Regions from separate parts of the Anser cygnoides genome. Here region 1 is linked to region 2. A link is a contact called in public Hi-C data. All regions are on one chromosome and are shown on one strand. The core of a region is the stretch at or near the end of the contact, and the rest is flanking DNA. Distances in the headings are between cores, read along the strand shown. Region 1 overlaps ABCA4 (ATP binding cassette subfamily A member 4). Region 2 holds the start of DNTTIP2 (deoxynucleotidyltransferase terminal interacting protein 2).

Region 1 (2,939 bases), core at 158-2,657, 60 kb after region 2:
TAAGGTTAAGGCAGGATATTCTCCAAATGGAGGAATAATGACTGTAAGCATTAAAGACAGCAACACAAAACTAGCAGGGAGAACAATCTGCAGGGGACATGAAAACACCACACTAAGACATATGCTGCAGAGTGACACTGTACGCAGCTTGTAACATACATAAATGAAGGAGGGACAGTAGGAGAACAGAGATCTGGTTTAGCTCCCAACCATCAACTATTTAACTTCTAATGCCAGTTAAGACTGGTTGTCACAGAACTGTACTGTGTTAAAAAGAAAATGCTGGGCTAGTAGTGATTGAATCCTGAATTTGGTGAGAATGACAGATTACAGGCAGAAAGAGAGACAGAACAGCTGGAACCATAGATTAGAAAAGCGAGGGACCTGTTCCCTATCTGCAGCACCTCTGTTGCTTTGCATGGAGACATTACCAGGAAAGACAGTGTTGAGAACATTATGGGAAAGAGTCAAGGACACCAACAGTGAGTCAATACCTGGGCTAGGAAGTCCTTGTGGCTGCGGGAGGCATGGTGGAACCGTTTGATGAACAGTGCTTTGATCTGCTGACATACAAGCTGAAAACCTTTATACTGCCGGGACCCTTTGCCTTCATTTTGATCTCCTGCTATGCCTACTGGCAGTTGAGAAGTGTCATTGGTTTCCAGTGGGGTTTGTTCAGCTGTTTTGTTCTCAGTAGAAATTTTGCCACAAGTAGAACCATTTGCTTGATTGTCTCCTAGGTTAAAAATTGCAATTAATAATAGGAATTACCCTGATGAAGAGGGGCAGAGAAGACACTTTATTCTCCATACCTGAAGACAGCACAAATATTTTACTGAGCTCAAAATTTGATCAAAAGTATGTATCATATCACCAGATTGCTTTAATTATAATTGTTACAGTGTGGCTGTATCCAGTAGCATCACATAGATTATACACTTACTCAGCAGGATGAACTAGTTAATCATGTAGATAGTTTATGGACTTCTAGGCAACACAATACTTCTTATAAAAACCACTGACATCTGGGGGATGGACACTACATCTTTATTTACACAGTTATGGACCTGATCCAATCAAAATAAAAGTATTTCTGCTGACTTCATCTGGTTTCTCAGATATCATGTCAGGCACTAAAATCAGGTATTTACTGACTAAAATGTATTTTGATGAGAATACCATACATAGACCAAAAATTCTGAGGCTCTTCTTTACTTGGCATTCAGAATATAGAACTGTCCCAAGAAAAGTTTATCAAATACCGATTCATGGATTTATACCTGCTTTTTGCATTTCAGGGCTAGCTTCTGCTGTGACCTTTAGGAAAACCTGTCAGAGACAAGCACATCCGGTAAAGAATAGAACATTAACCTGACCTCAGAAACACTATATACTATCCTTTAATGCAACAGAAAAAGATTTCGATACCTTTTCAGTACTCTTGTTTACTACACAGTCTGAGGTCTCTTATGAAATATCTCAGAAAATAAAGAGATGATCCAACTTAGATACAGAGAGAGAGATTTCTGGCTAATGAGTCATGCTCCACAAGGCTAACACACAGTCAGATTTGAGGCCTTTCTCTATGCCCATTCCAATGATTTTCTGAGTGTGCCACACCAAATGTGACTGGGTTTCAAGGGAGATGTAGGAATTAGTAAGGTTACATGCTTAAGAGAAGGAACAGTCTCAGAAAACATTTTGGGGACTGATGGTAGGACCAGCAAATATTTCGTCATTACCTCTTCAAGTGGAGTGTCTGAAACTCCAAAACTGCTAAGTCCCAGGTCATCCAATGTTTCCTCCAGTTCTCTGAAGAGACTGGCATAAGATCGCTGTTTAAAGTGCTTACTGGGCAACAGGTAAATAAGTTCTTGACCAATGCTTTCAATTAATTTTGCTTCTGGGACATGATGATGAATTACTTCTGCTAGCTCATTCAGATCTCCTGTGAAAAGTCAAAACGGTGTTCCAAGAATGAATATTTCACCATGCTAAGCATGATTTCAAAAGCTGTTGTTTGTACTATACGAAAGGGGACTGTTCTATTACGCAACTTAAAGATATCTCAGTTAACCTGTAATAGACTGGGCCATGTTACTAATTACGCTTCTGGAACAAGGTAGCAGGAAACTATTTCAGGTCTGTTAATAAAGCACAATAAAATCTTCAGGAATATCTACTTAATTTCTTCTTTGACATAGAAAGCCAAAATAACTTGTTCTGAGAAAACCAGTTTCCTTTGCTCTACATGTGCTTCAGTTTTCATTACCAAATTGTACATTTTGGTGCAGAGTTGTTGAAAATTCACAGTAGACTTCCAAAGCACACTGAGACCACACATATATCAAACAGGGGCAATGGTATACAGAAGTGTGAAGAAACTTTATTCATTTTACAATCCAATGCAGTTAGACAAGTGCTGGAAAAGTGGACCTCAGCAGCAGTGATCTGTAAGGTGAGACTGCAGTACAACAGGAGACATAGCCACATGCTGGAATGCTGAACCATTCCACTTCTTACCATCCAGTTCCTGCACTTGAGTTCCTTCTTTGTCCCTGCGTGCACAGCTGGAGCAGGAGCAGGAGCACTGAGATCCACAGCTACAAAATGACTGGCACGGACAAGCAACAGATACAAAGATGAAAGTGCTTCAGATACATGCAAAACAGTACATAAAGGCTGTCAGCCTTTGAACACTTTGAGTCAGTGAAAAATACATCATATCTGAAGCATCTGGAACATATTGCACTGAAGGTCATCTGAGGACTGGATTAAGTAAAACAGACAACACAAATTCTCCTACACAAACCATATTTGTCAGTTCTAAATTACATGCAAATACCTGGGGAAATGCGATCAGCAGTGGCCATAAGTATACAGATCACGTTGGTACTAAGGCTGAAAGTGCTTCCTACAGTAGAAACAATCCAGAACCA
Region 2 (2,724 bases), core at 70-2,569:
TTAATTACATCAGGCTTACAAATTGCTCTACTCCTTCTGGGCATCTTTGTAGATACAGAAGTACCAATTTCAGTATATGTCCCCTAGAAAGAAAATGAAAAATCTGTTATTAATGGATAAGATAATCTCATAAAAAAGTATGCTACACAAATCACTAACAATCTTTCTTTACACAAATCTAGTCATGCTGATAACGTGTTAACTCTCCAAGTAACTATGTCAAAGGAGCATTAATAAATCATCCCTTTCTTATCCATTTGTTTAGTGTCTTTTGGTCAAGACAGAATAAAGAAATCCACTGCATTAAGAAATATAAATAAAAAGATACCTTCTGTCTCATTCCACAAAATTCTGGCAAACTGTCATGGGAAGTAAATCCAGAGGTGACATTCTGAAACACATGCAGATTTGCTCAACTACAAAATTAGACCTAAAAGGCTTCTGAATCCATTTTTAGCAGCTTTAGGAACAGACTGGTCTCCCAGCAACTGCAACACTAGCCACAATCTGCTTCTTTAATTATGCTTGTAAGTTACCCTTGAAAGCAAGACAAAATCGTACAAAAACTTGTTCTGTAGTGGAAAAAGCATTCTGCAGTGGCAGGATCTTCCCGAAGCACAGCATAACGTTGGATCACCATAAAACATGCTATCTAAGGGGTCCATATTGACAGGACAGTGCGTGTGTCTCGTGAAAAAGCTACAGACAAACGCTCAGCTAACAGCAAGGGAAGAGATGGGGGAGAGGGAAGATGGCTGCCGCCGCGCCGCGCCTCACGCCGCAGGCAGCCCGCCGCAGCCCGGGGCCACCGCCCGCCCTCCCGGCCCCTTCCCTCACCTCCGCCGCCCCGGCGGGCCGGGGCCCTGGGGTGCTGCCGGTGACCCCCACTGCCGGCGGCGCCTGCCCCTGCCGCCTCGCCGCCTGCCTGGTGGCCACCATCTTGTCGGCCGCGCCGTGCCCAGCCCCTTCCGGATCGCTCGGCGGGGCGCGGCCTGCCCTCCGCCGTCCGGCCCCGGCAGGGTGCTCGGCCGCCTGCGGGAGACCGCAGGTAAAGCAGCCGAACGCCGGAAACTGACGGAGCAGCGGCAGCGCTGGCTCTGCTTGGCACGGAAAGGCACCGAGAAAGGCACCCGGGGGCTCCCGTGTCCACCTTTAGCTCTGCTTAAAGAGTGGTGCAAGAATGGGGTCTAGGAAAGTGTAAAGGAGGAGGGGGAAAAGCGTAACGTTAGTTAACGTATCTTCACTAATGACAACGGTGGTGGTGGTTTTTTTTGTGCGTTGTTTGTTGTTGGTGTTTGTTTTTTTTTCTTTTTCTCCCTCTCCATATCCACTATATTAAATTTGTGAACGTGGCATCTTCAGATGATCAAACCACGCAGTAGGGAGTGCCCCTTCTGTTACATAAAGGCTGAGGTGTGCCATTTTACAGGGAAATCCCCGAGCGTAAAAACACGGTTAAGACCATCTCATGACAAAGTCCCAGTGTAAAATACTATTATCAACAGAAAGAGAAGTTATACATAGCATAAATTAAAAGCCTACAATTTTTAATTCATTTTTTCCAATTTCCCATGAAAGGAAATCCCACCGCTCCCACCTTGACACACAAATAATGAGAACGTGATAAACTGTTATGCTCTTAGCGCCACTACAAAAATAATATTGTGTCTTAAAAGGTACTTTTCTACAGCAAAATACCTGTTAACAGCTTATAGTCAGGAAGAAAATAATTATTTCATTAGGACAACCTGTACATTGTTTTTAGCACAATTCTAATTTTATGGAATTTCAATGTATAAAACTGAACACACATGCAAGTCTAATACCGTACAGAATGTCAACAGTCAAAGAAATTACAGAGTGGTTAATCAGCAGCAGCACTCATCTCAGAGCTAGTACAGAAGTTTAAAATGCAACTCCTTTTCAAAATCTGATACACACTAACCCGACATAAAAAAGAACACATTTTGATTAGGAGAAAAAAATAAACATTTTATTGGTACATTACTAGTTCTAGTTCTCTCCCTCTTATTTATCAAAACAATCGAAGTAATCCATAAGAATTTCCTGGAGTTTGCCACATACAGATAAGATGATTAAGGACTCAAAGGTATCTTTATCAAAATTCATATTTTAACTTAGTGGAATGGTTTATAGTAAACTAATATTTCTAGACAGTGCCTAAAAGCATTTAAATTCTACTAGCTGCCTGCACAACAGAATTTAAAAGAAGTTGGTGAAAATTTATTTCCTTACAGTCTGAAGCTCAAAATATGTACAAATAAGTTACCAAGTAATAGTATAAAGCCCTATTCCTACCTGAAATCAAAAGGAAAAGGAGTATTTGATTTTAGACACTTAGAGCCCGTGCTGAAATACAGGTTGAGCTTTTGCAATATCGTCTGATTAAAATGCTAAGCAAATTAAAAGGCGTTTTCAATAGAAAGACTATTTTTAAACCAGAAGCCTTGCCTTAGCTGCAGCAATCTCCCCAAGATACCAAAGCCAGTGCATTAAACTACTGCCAAAAAGAAATATACCTAAGTTTAAGCTAACCCTTGTTAGCATCATTTCTGAATGGCACTCAAGCAAGGAAGTTTCCTAGGCAACCCCAAAATAATAATCCATTTTACATGATCATGAAGCAAACATGTTCTCACTCGACTGATTCCAATTGCATGGTTTCCAAGTATCAAAAAACCAAACAAACGGAAAACACCAAAC

The links. Hi-C and Micro-C count contacts between places; a contact is called where the count stands out from the background.
Region 1: a Hi-C map of liver shows a contact between it and region 2, with 4 times the contacts expected there. The contact joins the enhancer-like site here to the promoter of DNTTIP2 in region 2. A contact is called at or near these places in 2 of 7 Hi-C or Micro-C datasets (both in liver).

The regions. Positions count from the first base shown.
Region 1 is chr8:2,378,129-2,381,067 of Taihu_goose_T2T_genome, forward strand. ABCA4 (ATP binding cassette subfamily A member 4) reads right to left here. Exons shown (of 54, transcript XM_067001600.1): 29 at 2,524-2,614; 30 at 1,743-1,948; 31 at 1,281-1,329; 32 at 495-736; 33 at 1-87. Among named protein-coding and RNA genes, the nearest start is that of GCLM, 48 kb to the left of the region's middle. Within about 2 kb of position 1,408, at least 1 of the 3 cell types and tissues checked has open chromatin away from gene starts, as enhancers often do. A contact at or near this core is called in liver, where this site is marked.
Region 2 is chr8:2,318,366-2,321,089 of Taihu_goose_T2T_genome, forward strand. DNTTIP2 (deoxynucleotidyltransferase terminal interacting protein 2) reads right to left here and starts at 1,320. Exons shown (of 8, transcript XM_048067048.2): 1 at 838-1,320; 2 at 329-391; 3 at 1-83. The coding sequence starts at 939. GCLM (glutamate-cysteine ligase modifier subunit) reads right to left here. Exons shown (of 7, transcript XM_048067050.2): 7 at 1,527-2,724.